Linked DNA regions of Sus scrofa: region 1 is linked to region 2. Evidence: chromatin contacts called from public HiChIP or PLAC-seq data. All regions are on one chromosome and are shown on one strand. The core of a region is the stretch at or near the end of the contact, and the rest is flanking DNA. Distances in the headings are between cores, read along the strand shown. Region 1 overlaps GK (glycerol kinase). Region 2 has its middle 16 kb from the start of GK.

Evidence for each region. HiChIP or PLAC-seq counts read pairs in DNA pulled down with a chosen protein or histone mark.
Region 1: a contact with region 2 is called in an H3K27ac HiChIP or PLAC-seq map of alveolar macrophages. The contact joins two enhancer-like sites. A contact is called at or near these places in 1 of 5 promoter capture datasets (liver), 1 of 47 Hi-C or Micro-C datasets (skeletal muscle) and 1 of 2 datasets of contacts at active chromatin or transcription factors (alveolar macrophages).

The regions. Positions count from the first base shown.
Region 1 is chrX:26,499,621-26,503,765 of Sscrofa11.1, reverse strand. All of the region lies in intron 4 of GK (glycerol kinase), which reads right to left. Among named protein-coding and RNA genes, the nearest start is that of GK, 31 kb to the right of the region's middle. Within about 2 kb of position 1,360, at least 2 of the 83 cell types and tissues checked have an H3K27ac peak or open chromatin away from gene starts, as enhancers often do. A contact at or near this core is called in alveolar macrophages, where this site is marked.
Region 2 is chrX:26,452,633-26,457,450 of Sscrofa11.1, reverse strand. No RefSeq gene overlaps it. Among named protein-coding and RNA genes, the nearest start is that of GK, 16 kb to the left of the region's middle. Within about 2 kb of position 3,435, at least 2 of the 83 cell types and tissues checked have an H3K27ac peak or open chromatin away from gene starts, as enhancers often do. A contact at or near this core is called in alveolar macrophages, where this site is marked.

The DNA of each region.
Region 1 (4,145 bases), core at 111-2,610, 48 kb before region 2:
GGTCCCTCATAATGACATTTTCAGAAATCAGATGGGGCCGGAAGGAAAATGGAGTGTTGGGGAGGTGGTGAATTAAAACATGTATGTCAAAATGTGGGGGCTGAAACCTATTTGAGCTCTTAGGTGTATTACTGCCAAAATGCCAATGGCTGACATGAATGTGCGTGATCCCAGGTAGGCTCTGCATTTTCCATAAGAACACCCATCGGATATAAACCAGTCATTTCACCTGGCAATCCTGGACTAAAAAAGGCTATCAGCCAATTCAGAACAGTGGCCATGTTGTGAATACTCGCTGAAGCCTTCTAGTCAGCCAGGCACTGTTTTCAGTGCTCTGCATGTACTAACTCACTGTACTTCAGCTCAAGATTTTAAGGTCCACCCTTGAAATTTCTCCAGCTTCACTGTCAAGGGAATAGGCATAGAATGGTAGCAAATGGAAAAGGCAGAATTTGAACGCAGAGTCCGAATCCAAAATTAAACCTCCATGATACAGGTACAGATAGGATGAATTCAGTCTTAATTAGATATGAAAAAAATACCTCAAATATGAACTTCAGTTTCTTTTTAACTAGATGTATGGCTTTCCAAAAAAAAAAAAAAAAGAAGAAGAAAGAAAGAAAATGTGTAGTAAGAGACGTGAAAAAATGAAAGTGGATTATTTTGTTGTTGTTGATTTGTTCTGGCTGCACCCATGGCATGTGGAAGTTCCTGGGCCAGGGATCGATCAAACCTGCTCTGAAGTTGTGACCTGCACCATAGGTGCAGCAATTTAAGTTAAATTTAAGTTAAGGTGCAGATCCTTAACCTGCTGCACCACAAGAGAACTTCTGAAAATAAGTTGGTATTGATAAAGCTGAATACTCTAGGTTTCACAAAAGTAAAAAACATCCTCCTTTCCAAAGAAAAACAATAAAAATAAAACTACATCTTTGTTGTTTAAGGCCAAGTGTGCTCAGGTGTTTTAGTTGGTTTGCCATCTTATGGTTTTCTTCCATGCTAATATTCTAAAACAGTTTCAGAAAAGATAAATGGATTGAACTTAAGTTTCCTTCAGATCAACATATGACTATCCAGGCTTAATCACTGGCCCAGGGTTAACTATGAGTAAAAATTTAAAAAAAAAGGGAAATAAAGAGGATGACCAAGGTTTAAAACTGCCACGCTCTGCATAAAATGTGTCATAGAGAACTTTAAATCCAACACCTCAGAAAAAATGTTGCAATACCATTTATACAAGGAATAATGATTCAGAGACACATCATTTTTGTTGGTGGTTTTCTTTAGTATACTAAAGGTCTCAAATCAGTGACTCTTGCCTCCATGGGTATTAGTCCTTATTACAAATAATATTTTCATATTCAATCATGAATTGTGCTCTACAGGAAGCTACCAGGATGACAGTCATATTGCACTAGGCTAGCCACACACACCAATCAACTTCGATGGTGAATGATGAAACCTGGACAAAAAGTGGGAAAACAGTTGCGCTATCCTAGTTTGACCAGAAGGTTCCACTGGCAGCATCAGTGAACTGTGCATATAAACATACTAAATATCAGTGATTCAAGCCTTTTCCCACTTGACAAATGAACCACCTATATAGCTTTGTGCTTCTTCATCAGCTTTGTAAACCCAAATCTTTTCCTCAATACTACTTGCAAGACAGCAAAGTCTGTAGACCATTAACAAAAGTTGGTTTTGGAAAGAAATGGCTTAGAAAAATGGCGGGAGAGTGGGGTGGAGGGAATTCTTTGGAAAATACTGATGAAGATAGTGCTAAGGGGGAAGTGAGAAAAGTGCCAGAGGGACAGAGAAAACTGATGATAGGCAATGGAGTCCCCGGTAGCTCAGTAGGTTAAGGATCTGGGGTTGTCACTGCTGTGGCTCTGATTACTGCTGTTGTGGGTTTGATTCCTGGCCTAGGAACTTTGGCATGCTGTGGACACAGCCAAAAAAAAAAAAAAAAAAAAAAAAAAAGATAAGTCAAAGGCCAGCTTCAGATCCAGGGCTACAAAACTGCTGCTGCTGCAAGGCCATCATGGCAAATGGCTGAGTCATGGCATAGTGACAGGGAAGCAGGGAAGCATTTTACCTCCATTTTAGATACCAAACCAATGTGCACCTCACTCACCACAGAATTAACACACAGATTCCTTTTTTCTTTTGTTCTTTAGGACGGCACCTGCAGCATATGGAGGTTCCTAGGCTAGGGGTTCAACTGGAACTGCAGCTGCTGATCTACACCACAGCCACAGCAACTTGGGATCTGAGCTGTGTCTGCAACCTACACCACAGCTCATAGCAATGCTGGATCCTTAACCCACTGATCGAGGCCAGGGATTGAACCCGTGTACTCATGGATACTAGTTAACCACTGAACCATGATGGCAACTCCACACAGAGATTCTAAAATAAGACAAAACTTCTAAAACAGGCCATCTGTGCCTCAATGGATAATATTAAAACACTTCCTACTCTTTTAAGTGTACCGTTATAAAACATGTCAGTTGACAAACACACCTTTATTGCAAGGAAGAACAAAGAGCCTTTCTCAGTCTTCACCAAGCCTATTTCAGGTCTACTAATAGGCCCCTGAAATTCTCTTCTCTGCTACTGTACTGGGGGTGAGTGAGCAGAATGCATATTAAGGTCCCCTGAACCATAAAAAAAGTCCCATAAAAAGCAATTAAAAAAAAAAAAAAAAGAGGAGTTCCCGTAGTGGAGCAGTGGTTAACGAATCCGACTAGGAACCATGAGGTTGCGGGTTCGGTCCCTGGCCTTGCTTAGTGGGTTAACGATCTGGCGTTGCCATGAGCTGTGGTGTAGATTGCAGACGGGGCTCAGATCCAGCGTTGCTGTGGCTCTGGCATAGGCCGGTGGCTGCAGCTCCGATTCAACCACTAGCCTGGGAACCTCCATATGCCGAGGGAGCAGCCCAAGAAATAGCAAAAAAAGACAAAAAAAAAAAAAAAAAGAAATGTAGACTGCCCCTCTCATTTGCTTGTCTGCTCAACAAGTACTGCTCATTAGTTATATAATTTACTAAGGGAGAAAATGAAGAGGAGAAGTATAGGCCTAGAGTGACAGAGATTTACAAGAGAAAGGGACAAGGAAGGAAGAAAACACAGAGACAGAGGGGAAAGTAGAAAACCCATAGGCTATGATATAAGCAAAGACAAAGAAGCTCAAAGACATGTCAAAATCTGATTCTGTTTCCACCAACCCCACCTTGTGCTGTTTTAAGACACAGAGGCTTAAGATTTAATATTGCATTGATATTCTCAACTGAAGAGGTGCATGCAGATAGGATACCTTAGTGTATTCCTGGGTGAAATTGGAGGTAGACTCTATTCTTGTCATTACTTAGTGGCTTCTTTTCCCAGCTAATTACTCCTCTGTCCCCCTTTTCTATTCCCTTTCTCTGTCTAGCTTCCAAATTCCTATCCATAGCTTCTGTGTCATAAAGGCACGCATGATGCCTGCCTGGTTTGTCACTACATGCCTAGAGATCATCACAGAACCTTTCTGCAGAAAAACACCTGAACTCATGTTGAATAAATTAATTTTACCTTCATTCCTATTGTGAATTCAACTATAAGCTGAGGCTATGTTTTTGATTTTTAAGTCTAAATTTTGAATAATTTCTTTACAACAGAGCCACAGATTCTAATTGTCCAGAAATGAGCTTCAATTGCATGCTTAATACTCACCTTGTTCAAGAAAGAAAGCCATTTTCCTCCCTGTTGGCACTCCTTAAATATTACTTAATTTCCTTCTGTTGTCTCAGGCTAAAAATCTGGCAGTCCTGTATGCCCTATTTAATTTCCAGGATACCAGCTTTATCTTTACTCTGAAAGGTCTTGCCAATTTGTCCCTCCATGCTTACTGTTCTAATCCCATCAGCTCATTGGCAGTCTCAATTTACGCCTTACTAGATTTTACTACAGAGTGACTTTGACTTTTTTTTTTTTTTTTCTGTTTAGGGCTGTACCTGCAGCATATGGAGGTTCCCAGGCTAGGGACTGAATTGGAGCTACAGCCACCAGCCTACACAACAGCCAGAGCAATGCAGGATCCAAGCCGAATCTTCAACCTACACCACAGCTCACAGCAATGCTGGATCTTTAACCCACTGAGGGAGG
Region 2 (4,818 bases), core at 2,186-4,685:
ACAGCTGCAGCCTGAGCCACAGCTGTGACAATGGTCATATCTTTGACCCCTGTACCACCAGCAAAGTCCTGTCTGACTTACTTCACTTAGGATAATGCCCTCAAGATTCATCTACATTGCCACAAATTATAAGATTTTATTCTTCTTTTATTACTATTTAGACCAGTGTTTTTATGGCTTTACAGTCCTGAGTCTCTGAGTTAAAATTTTGATCTTTTCCAATGGTATGTAATTCAAGTTGTAGCAAACTGGAGGTTTTCTTAGACTCAGTCCTTTAAAGATACCACTCTCCTGGCCTTTGGCCTTTGCTCATAGCCCTTCTTTAGCAGTATTCCCTTCTCCCTCCATGCCCCCATTGCAGTCGTAGCATGTCATTGCAATAACAGTTTTCAGTGTTCACTCCTTGAATCTAAGTGCTTGCTTAGTCCCCGTCACCCTGGGTCTACACTTGATCAGGTGACTTGTTTTGGATAAGGGAGCAATAATAACTCTGATGTGAGCAGATACTCAAAATGAACTTCTTCATTTGGGCCAGGGCTCTTTAGCTGCTCCTTTGGTAGTCTTCAAATCACCATGTGGAAAAGACTGGGCTAGCCTGTTGGAGGATAAGACACCTCATGGAGCAGAGAGAAGTTACTGCTACCAAGAGTCTACTAGAAAAACTAGCTAAATAAATGCTGGACATGTGAGTGAGGCTATCCTAGAATGTTCAGCCTCAGCCCACCCAGCCTAGACCAGAAGAGCCATCACACATGTTCCAATCATCACAGATAATCCACACAACTATGAGCTAAATAAAATCTTTTGTTGTTCTAAGCCCTTAAATTTCAAGATGGTTTATTATACAGCAAAAGCTACATGATACACAGTCTCACATGCAATCAGTTTGGTTTTCTGTCAGTGTGAGGGAATACCAATCACACAGCTGTTTACCCATCTTTCCTCTTCAATACAGAAAACATCTTAGTCCAGTTGTTTAGTTACAAGGAACAAAATCCATTTAAGTTAGCTAAAAATAAAACTCTGTGTGTGTGTGTGCGCGCGCGTGCGCGCACACGCACATGCATACAAGTGCATATGCTAAGTGGGAGGTAAGGGATGGTTTTAATGACAAAACACAACTTCTTAAATACATGTCCTGCAGCTCAACCAGGCTTTATGTTTGGTGGCACTGGAAGACTCTGAGAACTGAGTTTACGCTAATCATTTTTTTTTTTGTCTCTCTGGGACTCCTCTCAGCAACTCTTTGAGCATCTGTCCTGTTTTCCTACTTAATTTCTTTTTTTTTTCTTTTTTGTCTTTTGTTGTTGTTGTTGTTGCTATTTCTTGGGCTGCTCCCGTGGCATATGGAGGTTCCCAGGCTAGGGGTTGAATCGGAGCTGTAGCCACCGGCCTACACCAGAGCCACAGCAACGCGGGATCCGAGCCGCGTCTGCAACCTAACCACAGCTCACGGCAACGCCGGATCGTTAACCCACTGAGCAAGGGCAGGGACCGAACCCGCAACCTCATGGTTCCTAGTCAGATTCGTTAACCACTGCGCCACGACGGGAACTCCCCTACTTAATTTCGAAGGCTCGCTTTCTCTGATTATTTAGCAAGTTCCACAGAGCTCCAAATGACACCCCAGTCTGCAAGTCTAGAGGACTCCATCCCTTATTAATTATAATCTTCTTCAAATACAAACCCTCAAAAATTGATTAGCTCAACTCAATTCCTGCTGCTTATAAGTAAACTTCCCTTTTATCAAGTGATCACCCTGATCTAGTCAGCATGGGTGACACAGGACACTGTGTTTCAGGCTGTGGCAGCAAGGGTGATGCTTTTCCTCACTGCTGGTTGTGTATTGGCTATGATGACTCTGCTCCATGTTTATTATTTTCTTCCTTGGTTTAGTATGATTGCTTGTTCTTAGGCATGTTTATCTCATGGTGATGGCAAAAGTGCAAGAGAACAAATGGAAATGTGCAAGGCCTATTAAGGCCTAAGCTTGAAACTGTCATACTGGCACTTCCACACAGATATCATTTATCCATACAAGGTACATGGCCAAGCCCAAAGTCAAGGGGTAGGGAAATCCATTCCACCCATGAGGAGACCATGACAAGTGTCTGCTTGCAGATAGAGCTGAAAAATTGGGGTTAGTAATGCAACCTTATCCACTTTCCCATCTTTATGTCCTTGATCTGTGTATCTTTGGAACAGCAGAGATGGTAGTGGTGGTGGCTAAAGGTGAAGATCAGGAAGAGATGGGTCTGGGGCTAGAGGAACTAACTTGTCTAGAAGGATGGCTTCTAAGATTATCAGCAGCCAAAAGGACATAGGGATATGGTACATATGGGCTTGCTCTGGATCAATACTATTATTCTAGGAAATTCAATATGGTACCATAGGTGCAATCTCTGGGCCATGACATGGCACTACAGGTGAGGGCCAGCCAGGTTGTTCAGGGCAGAGCTAATGGGAAAATGGCCGTGCACATCAGGAAAGCAACAAAGATATATAGAGAAATATGTGTGACCAACATAGAACCATCAGAGTCAAGCTGGCAGCATAACAGCAAGCACTGGCCCAAAGCTAATAGCACAAGACTATTCAGGCCCCAGAAAGTCTGCTTTGGTCAGGCTTGGCTAGGGCCTGAGATGAAAGGTTATTATTGAAGGTCCTCAAGGCCTGGCAAGGAAAAAAAAAAAAAACCCAACGTGGACTAATTCTGATAACTCGCAACGCTTTTTCTCTCTTGTGCATCCACTGTATCCAGCCCCCAACTTGCAGCCATAGATTATCATGATCTACTTTGTCTGGTTCTTAATGTGTCATGTGTGGATCATGTGAAAAATTATATTAAAATTAAAAAAAAATTCAGGGAGTTCCTGTCATGGCTCAGCAGTTAACAAACTTGACTAGCATATATAAAGATGTGGGTTCAATCCCTGGCCTGGCTTAGTAGGTTGGGGATCTGGTGCTGCCATGAGCTGTGGTGTAGGTCTCAGACACAGCTTGGATCCCTTGTTGCTATGGCTGTGGTGTAGGCCAGCGGTTTCAGCTCCAATTGGAACCCTAGCCTGGGAACCTCTATCTGCCACAGGTGCAGCCCTAAAAAGACAAAATAAAAAAATTCAGAGCAGGCTCATACCCATAAATTTGGTTTTTTAAGGAGTAGATATCAGGGTAATGAAGTCAGAAGACCCAGTTAGTGTAAAATGATGGTAGGAAGAAGAGGCAATTAAAGTAAATCATTAGTAGGGGTTTACGCTGATAGCCCCAGAAGAGGCTCCCAATACAAGCGAGGTACTAATGGTGGAAAAGAGGCTGTGCTCTGACTGTCAGCATTAGGAGAAATGGGGGAGGAGCTTGTTCCGAGCACTTAGGGGAAGAAATGGACATTGGCCAAGGAGCAGTGGAAACTCTTTAAAACTTCCTCATCTCTGAATTCAGAGGAAGCTCCTATTTATTTCTGCAGCCTCATCCCCCATAACTTCCCCATGTGTACTCTAACTACTGCCAAGGAGCCACTTTCTGTTCCCCAAAGATATCCTGCTCCTTCCCTATTCTGTGCCATTGACTGTGCTCTTCTTGCCATCTAGGATGATGTCTTTCCAATTTTTTCTTATTGAATTATTCCCATCCTTCAAGGCCTCTCTCCAATTCCATTTCTTCTATGAAATGGATTCCTCAAGAATATATGACACATTCTTACTTTAACTCCCAGAAAACAGATCACAGTCAGCCTTGTATAATGATTTTTCCTGTGCTTATTTTATCCATTCTTTTCCTCCGCTTCTCTTTGTGTTAGTTATCTATTGGACGTTCTATGTTTTACCTGGACCTATAAAGACTCTTGTTCTCAAAGTCTCTGCCCTCAAAAGACTAGTTAGTCTAGAGGGCTATGTACACAGATAAATGGGAATTGAAGCATGTGGTAAAGACTAAATAAAAGTAAGCATAAATATTATGGACCCTCTAAGAAGGGAACTCTAACCAGCCTTCTAGAGTCAGAATCCTGAAGGTAAAGGGCAGAAATCATTCAAGCAGAGTTAGCAGCATGTGCAAAGACCCTGGGATTACTCTCAAATTGCTGTAAGGATCAATACATTAAATATTTATCTTTAGATCTTGGTAAATTAATAACCAAAATGTACTAATTACAGAAAAATGTACCTATTGTGTCATATCTTCTGGTAACCTTCAATAAGCTATTATCCACTGCAATTTATAAATGAGGAAACCAGGCTCACGCTTTAAATGATAAACCCAAAATCGACAGAATTCAAAGTGGCAGAGTAAGGGTGACAACATGGATATTCTGATGCCAAATCCATGCTCTTTCCTCTATATTCTGCCTCTCAGATCTGGCTCCTCCTGATTGGAGGGAACTGGGCAAAAGGTCAAAGAGACGCTGCAGAAGAAAAGTCAGGAGCTGAAGGATAAATGACATAGTTTTTGCCCAAGACTAACTCTACTTAATAAAGTATACAAAATGCAATATCTAGTTGGCAAACCAGAGGGTCTTAATTCCTTCCTACGTTCTCCTCTACTTTCGATGGTTGATACTGCCTTGCATCGAGACAGTAAAAAGGGTGGAGGTGAAGAATGACCTCTAACCTACTTAAAGAACGGATGTGGATGCAGTAATGGAAGCCAACAAGAATGTCATAACATTCAAGTGTAAAGAAGTATTTTAGAATTGCACAAATCATCTGACTGAAATTCTAACCTCAGTACAAGTGACATCCCAATGGTGATCTTTTTTTTTTTTTTTTTTTTTTTTTTTTGCTTTTTACAGCCATACCCGCAGCATATGGAAGTTCTCAGGCT